Linked DNA regions of Gossypium hirsutum: region 1 is linked to region 2. A link is a contact called in public Hi-C data. All regions are on one chromosome and are shown on one strand. The core of a region is the stretch at or near the end of the contact, and the rest is flanking DNA. Distances in the headings are between cores, read along the strand shown. Region 1 has its middle 5.0 kb from the start of LOC107886396. Region 2 overlaps LOC107886394 (lon protease homolog 2, peroxisomal).

Region 1 (3,720 bases), core at 726-3,225, 56 kb before region 2:
TTAAATATTTACTAATATGGCAAGATGTCAGGTTAGAATGAGGTATACATGGTATGCCACATGATACTAACTACTTGCTTCGTTAGGCATGTCGTCACTTAATGGTAGAAATAAATGAAATTTTTCATGGAAAGATTAATTTACTCTTTGATCTAACATAAAAAAAATTATTTTATTTATTTTTTGAATAGAGGAAAGAAATGCAATCCGAGTTCTAAGTTTAATTTAAGTGAAATATTGGTGATTATGGTGGTGAAAATGGAAAATGGGGAATAAATTTTTATTTTAAATCATTGGAGTGAAAGATAAAAAAATCCAATATTCTATAATACAATTTTGCATTCGAATATTATAAATGTAAAAAGAATATTTAAGTTTAAAAAATAAATTTGACTAAAATTATTAAAAGCGCATAGGTGGGTCTCCATCCAAAGTCTCGAAGCATTTGACCATTTGGGAAAGGGAGAGATGCCTTCCTAGGGCCTTGTGATATACGGAGGAATAGATGACCCAACTTTCAGTGTTTGATGTTGTTGGTTGTTCCCTACTTTTAATGCTTCAAACCACCCTAAAACGTATTGCTTCTTCATTCATACCGAACACAATATCATCATCAGTCCATTGCATTGCACCAAAATCAGAAAAAAGTACCACACAAATTGCTTGACCTGTAATCCAAGCCAAACTATCACTCAACATTTCTGGTATTCACAAATTTACTTAAAACACTCTCAATTAGTAGTTTCTTATGTCAAACTAGCCCTCAAGTTTTAATGATTTTATATCTTTCACTGCAAGGCTTAATTGGAATAAATCAAAAGCATAAATGGTTTCTTTTTGCATCATTTTCATATTCTCTCTAGGTAGAACAAGCTTGAAGAACAAGTTCTGAATATGTAGAAAAGCCATTTTAATAATTGCTTCCTTCTTTTTTCTTGTCCAAATTTCATTTCATAATGCTTTTTCTGTGGGTAAAAAAAAAAAGGATAACAGCAGCTTCACCACGTCTTACTTTTTTTTTTTTTTGGCTTTTGCTTCTTTTAATATATGCATTTATTCCATTTCAATCTTGACAAAAAAGCAGGGAAAAAAAGGAAGATGAAAATTCCTTAAAACATTGATCTTGTACCAAAGCTATGATCATATATATATTCATGCCTTGAACCCACAATAAAGAAGATATTGATTCCTTATGGCCAATGGTCCATGAAGAACCTTAATGAACTTGGCCATTTTCGTTGGGTTCTTCCAACTCATTCATTTGACATGTATGACCCACTGAAACTCAAACGTTGGACATGGAATTAATGATATCAACAATCTTATAATATACAATTCATGCTTTCTTCACGGATAACACATTTGATCATTTAATCAAAACCTTTTTAAACAAATTTTTTCCTTTTTTTGCAAATTGATCCTTTATTAATTTGTCAGATGCAAAAACTGACCACTTTAACTAACATGTCAGATAATGTTTTTAATCTCATCCTAGTCCCTCGCAAAAAAAAAAAAAAAACCCAGCTTTTCTAACTTGGGGTTTAGCTATGCCTATGAACCTATGAGATTATCAGGGCCTTTATAGCCTTTACAGTTCCTTTTGTAACTTAGCCACTGATGATGTCAGGCTCAAACCTCAAAGGTCTTCTTCTTCATAACCAGAAAATGAAACAGAAAAGAAAACACAAAATTACAAATACTGTTATGTTTTTATCACTTTAGCTAATATTGTTTGAAGAAGAAAAAGAAACCTGTCAATTGCCACCACACTATGGTTGGTGTTATTATTATTATGGATTGACAAGTGTGATGGCAGGGGAAAATGAAATGGTGGGTTTTGGTTTCCCACACCTAACAAAATTGAAGAGAAAGTCCAAAATCTGTACTGAATGGCATGCATGTTAGCAATACAGAGTACCTAAATATATGCACCAGCTTCGACCTTTCATGTCTTTGTTTTGTCAACCCTCCCCCCCCCCATACGTCATATTCCTGCATCATATCAAGGGCCCCCCTTTACAATGCTTTTTTCTCTCACCATTATCTCTTGTGCTACTTGGTAAAGACAGCTTGTATTGTTGTTCTTAATTAAGCTTTTCATGTGTTTTTTTAATGCAGATTTACAATGAAAACAAGGTTATTAAAAGAAGTTATGTATGATGTAGGCATCCATTACAGAGATGAGTGTGGTTTATGCCATATGACAAGAAGTTTCAGACAAATGGTGTCATGCACAGACTTTTTTGATAAGGAAATAATAACAATGGAGGAGGACAACATTGTCTATCTTCCACTTCAACATTTTCATCTTTATCATTTAACAGAGGTGTGGTGTTTCCATGACTTAGGGTGAGTTTGGATGGGCGGTGCGTTTACCTGCGGTTAGTGTAAAAACAGCGGTGGCGGTGAGATTAGATACTGTAGCGATACTGTAGCGTGAGACAAAAAATAAGCTAAACGCACCACACCGCACTCAATCGCTCATCCAAACCCACCCTTACTCACATTACCATTTATAAGACCATCTGTCGGCTCATCTATTTATTTTTCAAACAAGGCATGGGATAGGAGAGAGCAATTCACGAGAACATGGGGCACTGCTGTTGTGAAATCTTTTATATACTGTATTGTCCACCTCCTTGTCACTATCTACTTAACGCAGTTAAAAATGATATTACAGTCGCTTTGATTTTGAGTTTGTCAATGTGGGAGAGAGCTATGATATGAACCAACTGTGTGCATTGGACAATGCAATGTGATGGACATGTCATGTGATCACTATCAGATTCTTAGCTTACCTGCAAGTTTAGCAACACTGTTAAAGTTGCATAAAAACTATTCTACTTGTAATTTTATATGCTTGCCTTTGATCCAATCTTACATCAAATACACCTTATTATATTCAAACCTTAGGTTTACCTTCTAGATATAAAAATTAACCCCCCTCATAATTTCACCTATATAAATTCATCCTTCTCTGTGTGTCAGAATTTGCATTTAATACAGATGTACATTGAAACTTGAAAGCTAAAGGCTTGAATTCATAACTATGTTTGATGCCAATTTTAATGCCTCTATCTATCTCTTGGATCCCAAGGAAACTTTTTTAGCTGAATTCCAAGATTCAATTTGCATCGTGAATTTGTAAGTGTTAAATCACTTTTGGGTTTGAATTTGATATTATTTTTGAATTTTTTTATTAAAATTAGATCCTGAATTAGGTAATTTTCTCACATTGGGGCTTAAATATTTTTTTTCCAAGTTAGTTTTTGAATTCGACAATTATTTTTATATTGGGGCTTAAATTTGGTAATTGTTCTCATATCGAAGCCTGATCTCTAGGGTTTTCAAAGACTAACTTGCATGAAAAAAGTTCAAGTCCTAATGTGGGAACATTTGTAAAGTTCAGGACCTAACTTGGATAAAAAAAAGTTTAAGCCCCAATATAAGAACAATTATCTAGTTCAGGACTTAACTTGAACAAAAAAAAAATTCAACCCAAATGTGAGAACAATTGCCTAATTCAAAGTTTAACTTGAAAAAAAAAATCAGCCCCAATATAAGTAAGCCATTTGTAAATTGTAATATATATGTATAGCAGCTTGGCGTAAATGCAAAAGTTTGCTTCTACTATAAGTTGAGCAGATTACAAAGAATTTCAAATGCAAAAAAGGGAGGAATTCCTCCATTTATCATATTAGAAATTGAGTATATAGTATA
Region 2 (3,722 bases), core at 190-2,689:
TATATACCTCTGTTGGGAAGCTTCGGGTGGAAATTGCTGGTATGCGTTTCCCTTTTCCTTTTCTTTTAACACACTGAATTTCGGAGGCTAGCATACAGCTCCCCTTGTAATATGTTCTCGTTTTCCTTCATTTTTCTTCCTGTATAATTTAATAACATTATAGTCTTACGTGTTTAAGATTTATGTGTAAATAAGATTACATATACTATTTATAAACCAAGGATGAGATGTGATTATTATAATGAAAGCACGCAAGGCAACCTAACATTTCATTACTTATTTCCCAAAACAAAACCTCATAAACTGATTGGTTCCTGTTATTTGGGATCAACAGACCAGCCTCTTCTATTGTATGAAAGCATAAAACAAGGATAGGATCATTTTTTTTAATCAATTTTGATGAAGTCGGCATATAAAAAAGTTGATGCACAAATCGGAAAGCAATACGGGGAGTGAGCTGCGTTGATTTATGTACAGAAGTATTAGCCTGTAATACCAGAGTTGAGTGCACTGTGAACGTCAACGCCTATTTGGGCTTCAGCTTTCTCCAAATCAGTAGTGGCTGAGCCAAGCTTTTGGGTGAACTCAACCAGACTCGATGCGGTCTGAGTGGCACTGCTTCCACGGTAATAATATCAGCAACAAAGTTGGTGGCACTGCAGAGCAAATATTTTGTTACATCCTTCACTTCATGCACCGACAACACATCAGGTTTGAGTTCAGCAATTGTAGGTACATGCCTAGGCAAAACAGCCATATGCCCAGTTGTTGCAGGAACTATTACCATGTCGACCTGATAAAATAGATGCACCGTAAGTCAGAAATTCATTAATATGATGTCTCCCACATTGAAATTTTATTCAAACACCCCAAATACTTATTGTATATATATTACATACAAAAGTTGCTCGTAAATTGGCAGGAACTGTAATGATATATGGTAGAACAAAGAAGAGATAGACATTCCCAATCCATAAGCCATAGCCATTGCAACAAACAACTAATATGATAGGATAGACCATGATTCACTTCTTATGAATTAGTATAATAACTTTGCTAAAGCATGGATATTGGTCCGATATGAAAGAAAATGGTATACGTTAAAAGCGGAAATGAACTTAAATTGATAATGAACTAATGTTTGAAAAAAATTGCATAATTGGTAAATACTTATAAGATTGCTAATATAGGGAGTAAATGACCATTATTAGTTTAAGCTATAACTCAAGTAATTGATCAATATAATTAAAATACATAAATCAATCAAAACTAAATTCAACCAAAACCCAGACGCCAAATACATAGCCATTAATCGCACTACGAAGACCCAAGCGAACCCCATTTTTTTACAAAAAGAAAAAAAGCAAACCTCTTTTGCGGGGCAAGGGGTGAAGAAAGCAGATGAAGTCTTGGGAGGGTCCAAATTGGGTATAACTTTGCTCCATGATTCGATGAAGTTGGAATCTTGCAGGTACGTGTGCGGAGAAACCTCGACGCTTGCGGGAACGTGGTCAGACGCTTTCTTTTGGTGGCGGTGGATCCTACTAGGTTTTCACTGGTGTTCTGTTCACTTCTTTGTTTTCTATTTTACCCTTCTGTTCTCCGCCTTCACTTATATATACATATTTTATTTTCCAATTACAGTAGATTGTTTTTACAATTTGACAGACAATCCATGTGTTCAATAAAAATTCAATAAAAAGAATATGCTGATTTGAATTTTGAACGACAAATTTAGGAATATCTCAAGATAAAAATTAGGGAAATAGATTTTCTGAAAAATACTTTTTACAAAATTTATTTTTTTATGGATGATTAAATAGTAGTGGTTTCATCTTTGACTCTTAAAGTTTAATTCTTCTCCTAAGCAATTTTTTATTTTTTATTTCAAATTATTTTAAGCTTTTTTATATTTTTAATTAATAAAAATAGTATTTTTAAATTTTTACTCTTAATTCATCTATTTAATTAATAATTTTTTATTTATATAAATAAATTAATAAATATTTAATTATATATTTGATATATTTTATTATGTTAAAATATTTTACATGTAAAAATAATACTAATATTTACAATAATTATTTAATTTTATAATATTAAAATTTATTATACTCAGTGAAAAAATAAATATTGACATATAAAAATTATATAAAAGAAAAAATAAATAAATAAAATTAGTTGATTCTCTTAAAAAATTAAAATATTTTTAACATATATAATATATTTTCACTATATAATTACATATTTATTATTTCGTTTCTATAAATAAAAGAGTTATTAATTAAAAATATCTTTGACATAATAAAATATATCAAATATATTTTTATTATATAATTATGTATTTATTATTTTTATATAAATAAAAAAATTCAAGGTATTTATCGTAGCGAGTCTAAAAACTAATCTTTCACACCGTGCGGGCCCATTAATTAAAAAATAAATTAAAAATAAAATAAGAAAATTTGAAAGCTAACATATTTATTAATTACAAAACAATAACTAAATATTAAAAGTTAACAAAAAAAAAAGAAACACTTGGAACACATGAAAAAAAAAACTGTGTTTGAGATAAGAGTCAAACTTGAGATTTAAGGATGAAAATAGTAATGCTTGACTATCTAATTAAAGGATGTCAGCACTTTTTGTAGAAAGTATTTTTTTTAAAAACGCGCATTTTTATCACATCCACAACCTATTTCCCTAAAGAATTAAAATTTGGGCCTATGTTTTTAACTTTTTTTCATGAAATTAGCATATATTCTTAATTTTATCGGATTTGAACCCACCACTCAACTAAAATTTTATTTTAATATATTTATACATTTTAATTTTATTATATATATTTTATTACTTCCATCAATTGTACAAACCATACATTTTATTATTTATTGTATGCTAATTTTAAAAATAAATTTGTCTTCTAAATACGTGGTTTTTATATACTTACGTGTGTGAAAGAGTTTCTAATATTAATAATGTTGTTGATTGAGTTGATGTCATAAATCAACTCGACACTAACTCAAGATTGATGACAACATTGTGATAAATAATTGGCCTCATTTAGTATTCTTAATCTGATGTATTTATTTAAATGTTTAAATTTTGTTTTACTTACAATTTAATCTATTTTTTTATTTTAATCTTACATATTTCATTTGTTATATTAATTAGTTTCAAACCATACATTTTATTATTTATTAAATGTTATTTTCAAACATACCTTTATGCTCTAAATATGTTGTTTCCATATGCATACAGTGTGATAAAATTTTCAATATATATGACAATTTAAAAAATTTCAAAGGGATGTCGTAATACTAACCACTATGTTTAAGCAAACTACCCAATTGATCACCAAACTTTTAAGGTGTTATTATTTTGGTCAAAAAAAACTTTACAATTTCGTCATCTAACTTTTAGGGCACTTTTATTTTAGTCATCCAAGCGTTAAATTAATTAATTTCAATATTATAGTAACAAATTTATTGATACTATAAAGTGATCAAAAAATTCAATGATTTATTTAATTGATTTTAACATTTTAAAATTTCATTATCGAAAAAAAAAGTTAAGTGAACATAGTGTGTATTGACTCAACGTAGTTTTATTGCTTTTGCAATTTAATGTTTTTTTTACCTTGATCAATACTTTAATTTTTTTTTTTTTGAATTACCAAAATGAAAGCAACCTAAAAAGTGCCGGACTAAAATAAAAGTGCC

Evidence for each region. A called contact is a pair of places that touch in the nucleus more often than the background predicts.
Region 1: a contact with region 2 is called in a Hi-C map of fibers, with 2.4 times the contacts expected there. The contact joins two enhancer-like sites. A contact is called at or near these places in 8 of 34 Hi-C or Micro-C datasets (callus, fibers, hypocotyl and 1 more).

What each region holds. Positions count from the first base shown.
Region 1 is chrD08:57,015,241-57,018,960 of Gossypium_hirsutum_v2.1, reverse strand. No RefSeq gene overlaps it. Among protein-coding and RNA genes, the nearest start is that of LOC107886396, 5.0 kb to the right of the region's middle. Within about 2 kb of position 1,975, at least 5 of the 9 cell types and tissues checked have an H3K27ac peak or open chromatin away from gene starts, as enhancers often do. A contact at or near this core is called in fibers, where this site is marked.
Region 2 is chrD08:56,958,603-56,962,324 of Gossypium_hirsutum_v2.1, reverse strand. LOC107886394 (lon protease homolog 2, peroxisomal) reads left to right here. Exons shown (of 17, transcript XM_016810344.2): 17 at 1-275. It also overlaps the pseudogene LOC107886395. Among protein-coding and RNA genes, the nearest start is that of LOC107886394, 9.2 kb to the left of the region's middle. Within about 2 kb of position 1,439, at least 7 of the 9 cell types and tissues checked have an H3K27ac peak or open chromatin away from gene starts, as enhancers often do. A contact at or near this core is called in fibers, where this site is marked.